Regions from separate parts of the Zea mays genome. Here region 1 is linked to region 2. Evidence: chromatin contacts called from public Hi-C data. All regions are on one chromosome and are shown on one strand. Each heading gives the region's core, a stretch centred on a gene start, on an enhancer-like site or on the middle of the called end of the contact. The rest is flanking DNA. Distances are from core to core; before and after follow the strand shown. Region 1 has its middle 13 kb from the start of LOC100281232. Region 2 holds the start of LOC103651469 (cytochrome P450 72A13).

Region 1 (3,261 bases), core at 269-2,768, 160 kb before region 2:
GGTAATGGGGCTAATACTTTGTTCTGGACTGATAAATGGATTCATGGCAGAAAATTGCAGATTTGGTTCCTAGATTATTTGATATCATTCCGAAAAAAATCACTAACAGAAGGACGGTTCAGGAAGCATTGACAGATAGAAGATGGATTGCTGATATCACAGGATCACTCTCGGTGGGAGTATTATTGGATTATCTTCATCTTTGGAATTTAATTTCAGATTTTGAGCTGCTGCCAGATATAGAAGATAAACATACTTTTAGTATTGCTGCAAATGAGACTTATTCTGCTAAGGCTGCATATGATGGGTTGTTCATCGGGGCTGTGCATTTCGGTCACTATGAAAGAGTTTGGAAAACTTGGGCCCCCTCTAAATGCCACTTCTTCCTCTGGTTATCGGTGCTAAATAAATGCTGGACAGCAGATAGGTTGGCAAAGAGAGGACTTGATCATCCGGAGAAGTGTCCGCTTTGTGACCAAGAGTCTGAATCTTTGGATCATATTTTGGTTTCTTGTGTTTTTGCGAGAGAATTCTGGTTCCGGCTGATGTGCATTTTCAGACTACAAAATCTGGCTCCTACACCTAGTACGGTGTCTTTTACGGGTTGGTGGGAGATGATAGACAATGGCTCTGGAGATATGATTATGAAGGGTGTCAACTCCCTTATTGCCTTGGGAGCCTGGATTATTTGGAATCATCGGAATCGAATTGTCTTTGATGGAATCTCCCCTAGTGTTTCTGCAGCTCTTCGTCAGGCAAGGGAGGAACAACAGTTGTGGGAAATGGCAGGAGCTAAGGGTCTCTCCTTTCTTGCCGCAACCATCAGGGGCACCTAGCTGCCTGGTTTATCGCTGATGGGCTGGTTTTGTTTTTCAGGATCTGTTTGCTCTTGTTTTTGTTTTTTTCTCTTCTTTTTTCTTTGGTTTTTTATCCCCTCCGGGGAGGTCTTTTGTACTTTGGTCTATTTTGGACCCTCTTTTCCTTCTACTTAATATAATGATGCGCAGTTCTCCTGCGCTTTCGAGAAAAAAAAAGAGTTTCTCCCTTGCATTAGGATTCGCTAATCAAGGTTGAACTGTAACCGCAAAGCACTCCTCTATAAGTTTAGGTGTAGCAAATATATCACATTTTTTTTGTTACACTTGAATTTTCAATTTGCTTAAATAAACAAAGCAAAGCCACCAGTATTACAATTGTGACACTCCTAAGCTTTATGCTATAAAAGTGAGGCAACAAAAATTCACTAACGAATCATAATGTAGACTAGTCAAATGCCAGATTCCACAATACCACAACCATCCAAGACATGAGCACAAGCAAGAGGCACAAACACATCGGAATTTCGGATATAGTTCGTTCATCATGTTCATATAGACGACATGGCGATCCCGCAGAACTGGATCCAACTCCGACTCGCCGAGCAAAACCCTAGGGAGGCTGGGGGTTTTGGGGAATGGTTGATCTGATGGTTGATAGTGGGGAGCCTTCCCGTCACTAATATTGGTTGGTTAGTGGGCTATTGGCCTATTAATGGGTCACTTTGCAGGCCCGACTGGCGACTGGTGGCCTGGAAACATCGGGCCGGGCTTTCATAGATGAAAATGGCCGGGCTCGACATTTAGTCAGCCAATGTCGCGTACTGAAAAAGAAAAGATCCATCTTCCTGATAAATTGCAATGTGATGGGCGATGATATGGTTTACTGAGAAAGAAAAAGAAAAGATCACTCGTACGAGCACATCAACAATGTCGCTATCATTCGTTGAACACTTTGCTTAGATGTTAGGTATGCTTTCCCGCATATCCTTCTCGCCTCTGCTACGCCGTGCGCTAATGTTGATAGAAGAGCTATGGGGCAAGTACTTCCACGGCGAGTCATCGTTACCATGATGCATGTATAAATGGTCAATCTAAAGTTGTTACCAAAACTAAAGGGCATGTTTATATATGAGCCTTTTTCTATGTATGTTACTCTCCGTTCCAAAATATAGTCCTTTGGAGTCCTCTTTTTTTTCGGTCCACAAATGGGTGAGAATGAATTTAGACATATATACAAACTACATTCATAGGTTAATTAATGAATGCATGTTTAGTATAAAATGAATTATATTTTGGGGATGAAGGGAGTATTAGACTATTTTTAGTGGAAATTTTATTTTAGTTTCATTTTCATTAAATATATCGCCATATAAGCAAGGATGGTGACATGACAAGAATTTAATAAGAGAAATAGTGAGAGTTTAACGAGAGGTGAGAGAGTTTCATCTAGATGAAACTTAGCATACATGATTTCGTAGATAAATGATGATGTGTCATTCTCGAAAACAGTGCAATGAAAAATAACCTTATGACATGTACAGCCCTGATGAGCCCCTCGATGGTTTTCCACGTACAAGTAATAGCTAAATACAACATTATACTATTCTGATCCTTAGATCATAAATATAGTAAAAGACAATATGTATAGAGAAAGACGACCCTCTAGAAACCCCGTAGGACCCCATATATAATGAGCACGGTTATACATGCCCTTATGGAAGTTTATAATTGCTCACAAGTTATTACTAAAAAAAGTTGAGTGGTCACCATCGGTGTTGAGTAGTCCAAATTTTTTGTTTCTATCAATGCCACTTTTCATCAGATTTGGCTCTAACAGTGTTAAATTACGGTGATAAATATTTAAAATAGCCTCAGGTCTAAATGATCTTAAATAAAAAAAAACTCAATAATAGAAACTTATTGATCTCTTTATTAAAAATATATATTTATTTAACTTCATTAAAAAGTTTTTTCAGTTAAGACCATTAAAAGCTAAAAATTAACATGTTTATAACTAATTTGGAGGCAATGGAGGCCAAACATATGGAGAAAAAATCTCTCACGAAGAACTAAATGTCTTACTTAAATGGCACCCTATAAAAATAACACGATGCAAAGAGGATTTGAGTTTCTGAATTAGCCAATAGAGTATTTTCAATTTCTCCGACGCAAGGTGACGTGAGTCACATGAAGGCAAAACAGAGAGCTTAAACTGACAATTCAAATTTCTTAATGCCTTACCAATAATTATACAAACTTTTATAACGACACACGGTAAAAGGACTTGTCAGTTAGTGCTCAGTATAGCAAGCTAGCTGACCACAGGCGTCATGCACGTAATATGGATGGTGTCGATGATATTCAGGCTGAAGCGAAAAGGAAAAGCTACTATAAAAAAAGAAGAATCCAATATACAGCACTCGTGCGTGCAACCGACGGGACG
Region 2 (3,549 bases), core at 769-3,268:
TCGGACTCGGGCTAAGACCCGGAAGACGGCGAACTCCGCTCCGCCCGACCCCAGGGCTCGGACTCGGGCTAAGACCCGGAAGACGGCGAACTCCGCTCCGCCCGACCCTAGGGCTCGGACTCGGGCTAAGACCCGGAAGACGGCGAACTCCGCTCCGCCCGACCCCAGGGCTCGGACTCGGGCTAAGACCCGGAAGACGGCGAACTCCGCTCCGCCCGACCTCAGGGCTCGGACTCGGGCTAAGACCCGAAAGACGACGAAACTCCGCCTCGCCCGACCCCAGGGCTCGGACTCCGCCCTGGCCTCGGCCGAACGACTTCTGCCTCGCCCGACCCCATGGCTCGGGCTCGACCACGGCAACGGAAGGCAGACTCAACCTCGGCTTCGGAGGAACCCCCACGTCGCCCCGCCTAGAGCACAGACCGCCACGTCAACAGGAAGCGCCATCATCATCCTACCCCGAATCGACTCGGGTCACGGAGAACAAGACCGGCGTCCCATCCGGCCAGCTCCGCCGGAGGGGCAATGATGGCGCTCCACAAGCTCTATGACGACGGCGGCCCCCCAGCTCTCTTACGGAAGCAGGACGACGTCAGCAGGGACTCGACCGCTCCAACAGCTGTCCCTCCGCCAGGCTCCGCCGCACCTCCGACAGCCACGACATCACGCCAGCAGGGTGCCCAGATCTCTCCGGCTGCCACATTGGCATGTACCTAGGGCGCTAGCTCTCCCTCCGCTAGACACGTAGCACTCTGCTACACCCCCCATTGTACACCTGGATCCTCTCCTTACGACTATAAAAGGGAGGACCAGGGCCTTCTTAGAGAAGGTTGGCCGCGCGGGACCGAGGACGGGACAGGCGCTCTCTTGGGGCCGCTCGCTTCCCTCACCCGCGTGGACGCTTGTAACCCCCCTACTGCAAGCGCACCTGACCTGGGCGCGGGACGAACACGAAGGCCGCGGGACTTCCACCTCTCTCACGCTCGACTCCGGCCACCTCGCCTCTCCCCCCTTCGCGCTCGCCCACGCGCTCGACCCATCTGGGCTGGGGCACGCAGCACACTCACTCGTCGGCTTAGGGACCCCCTGTCTCGAAACGCCGACAACTCTCCAACCAAACGCTCCATTGGTTAGAGAACGAGTTAGAAGAAAACTTTTAGAAAAATAGACTTGTATATCTTCGAGAGGTCAAGTTACGGATGGTTTTACAAAGACGTTATCGTCATCTAGACTCCTGGAGAAGTCAAGAGAACAATATAAACCTAACACAGTTACGATTGATATGATGATCGAGGGAGAACGTTACATATGCGTGCGTGTAATTTCTTGTCACGTTGAGTAACAACTATAGATGGATAAGGGCATAAGGCCCGGCTCCAAAGGTCTATCGTATCGTAAATATAGGGTAATTCTAGCTAGTAGATGTCCCGTCGTTGGAAACAATGTATGACATATAACAAATCTTGCATTGGCCCATCCTTGTCTAGGCATGGCCTGCAGCATGCAGGCCGGATTCTTCTTCTGGCTAATCAATCAACACACGTACCAGCTACCGCGCTCTCGTATATTTTCACATATCTTCGTCGAACTGTCCTCCATCTAGATATGATTACGTACTTGCAAACGTAAGTGACTAGTGTCTTTCAGTGCAACCCGTTTATTTATTATAGTACAGTATTATATTCACTTTCCACAGTTTCTAGAGAAGCTATATATAGCAAACTATACATACTATAGGGACTTACCATATATATATATATATATATATATATATATATATATATATATATATATATATATATATATATATATATATATATATATATATATATATATATATATATATATATATATATATATATATATATATATATCGTCAAATTAATTAAAATGAAACCTTATCGGCTTTGCTGGCGAGTGTGCGCCACAGGACACTTTTGGCTGTCTTTCTTTTGCGTGGTTGCATCTTATTCCACAAGCCAAAGCGTACGTACGTGCCCGCCAAGAAAGCATAGACACCAACTGCAGATAGAAACGAAGTAGCCAAAACATGTGATGCCAACGGATCGCACCAATCAGTGGCCGTGCCGCTGTGCGGAGGCCTACCACCACCACTACTACAAATACCGTCGCTCTCGTCTCTCTCGGTAAAAGCGCACACACACACAAGACACAACAACGCTGTGGGCTTGTACGTGGCTGTCGATCGCAGCACACGTACGTAAACTCGAAAGCAGCTAGGCCGGAAGCAAAATGGACGACGACGTCGTCGTAGCAGCTGCAGCTGCAGCTGCAGCCGCGGCGGCTTCGTCTTCGCCATCGCCGCCGTGGAGCCTGCTCCAGGGGCTCCTTGCGCTGCTCGTCGCGTGGGGGGCCTACCGGGCGGCGCAGACGTTCTGGCTGCGGCCGCGGCGGCTCGGCCGGGCGCTCCGCGCGCAGGGGCTCACCGGCACGGCGTACCGCTTCCCGGCGGGCGACCTCAAGGAGAACGCCCGCCTCAACGACGAGGCGCGGTCCAGGCCCATGCAGCCGCCGTGTAGCCATGACGTCGTTCCCCGCGTCATGCCGCATCTCTTCAACACCGTCAAGGACCACGGTACGTCGTCGTCCAAACTCCCAAGTAGTCTCCCGTAATTAAGCTAGCTATATATGTAGCTTTGTCGTTTATCTCCACACGTGTCCATCAACAGCTTGCTTAGCACAGACTGTACTAGTATACTCGCCGCGCGCCTAAGATCTTCCGGACGACGGATGGTATGGTCCAACCGAGAATTCATTCGTTGGATGCTTCCTTCTTATATATATATGGTCCGACTCCGACGTGAACGCTGAGGTTGACGTTCGCTTGACTAGTGTGTTGTGGATTACTATTGGCCGCCCGACAGCCATGCATGTATGTTCACGTGGCAAGTTTGAATTCTTCCCAGAAGCTGTATCATATCCATTTGACACCGGCCAGTAGGCGGCCACTCCGGTCACCGGACCTATGATACACATCCATTGTGTTGTCCCATTTGCAAAAGAATTTTTCACGATAGTAATAGTTTCAGTTACCTATTTTTTTTCCTGGAAAAACCTATGATACTTTTTGTTTCATTTGCGAAAGCTCATTTCCCCACTTATACAAACTCGGTTATAATATCTGCCCATTCCTTTTACTAATTACTCCCTATGTTTCTTTTTATTTGTCGCTGAATAGTGCAATTTTACAAAAGTTCCCTAAATTTCAAAGATGGAGTTGGATTTGTCGTTTGGACTTAACGGCGCAGACGCTGAACTGCAGGCAACATCTGTATTACCTGGTTCGGACCGATTCCCAGGGTGGTGATCACGGAGGCAGAGTTAGTCAGAGACATCCTATCGAACAAGTTTGGCCACTTCGAGAAGTTCACGAACAAGAGTCTCGGGAAGATGATCGCCCTCGGGGTGGCGAGCTACGACGGCGAGAAATGGGCCAAACACAGGAGGATCCTGAACCCCGCGTTCCATCTCGAGAAGCTCAAGGTTGGTTGGTTTCGTTGTCCAACTTCCTTCAGTTCAAGGCGTATA

What was found. A called contact is a pair of places that touch in the nucleus more often than the background predicts.
Region 1: a Hi-C map of leaf shows a contact between it and region 2, with 5 times the contacts expected there. The contact joins the enhancer-like site here to the promoter of LOC103651469 in region 2. A contact is called at or near these places in 2 of 25 Hi-C or Micro-C datasets (endosperm and leaf).

Annotation. Positions count from the first base shown.
Region 1 is chr3:222,756,063-222,759,323 of Zm-B73-REFERENCE-NAM-5.0, reverse strand. No RefSeq gene overlaps it. Among protein-coding and RNA genes, the nearest start is that of LOC100281232, 13 kb to the right of the region's middle. Within about 2 kb of position 1,518, at least 8 of the 20 cell types and tissues checked have an H3K27ac peak or open chromatin away from gene starts, as enhancers often do. A contact at or near this core is called in leaf, where this site is marked.
Region 2 is chr3:222,597,270-222,600,818 of Zm-B73-REFERENCE-NAM-5.0, reverse strand. It overlaps LOC103651469 (cytochrome P450 72A13), which reads left to right and starts at 2,018. Exons shown (of 5, transcript XM_008677098.4): 1 at 2,018-2,596; 2 at 3,284-3,504. The coding sequence starts at 2,254.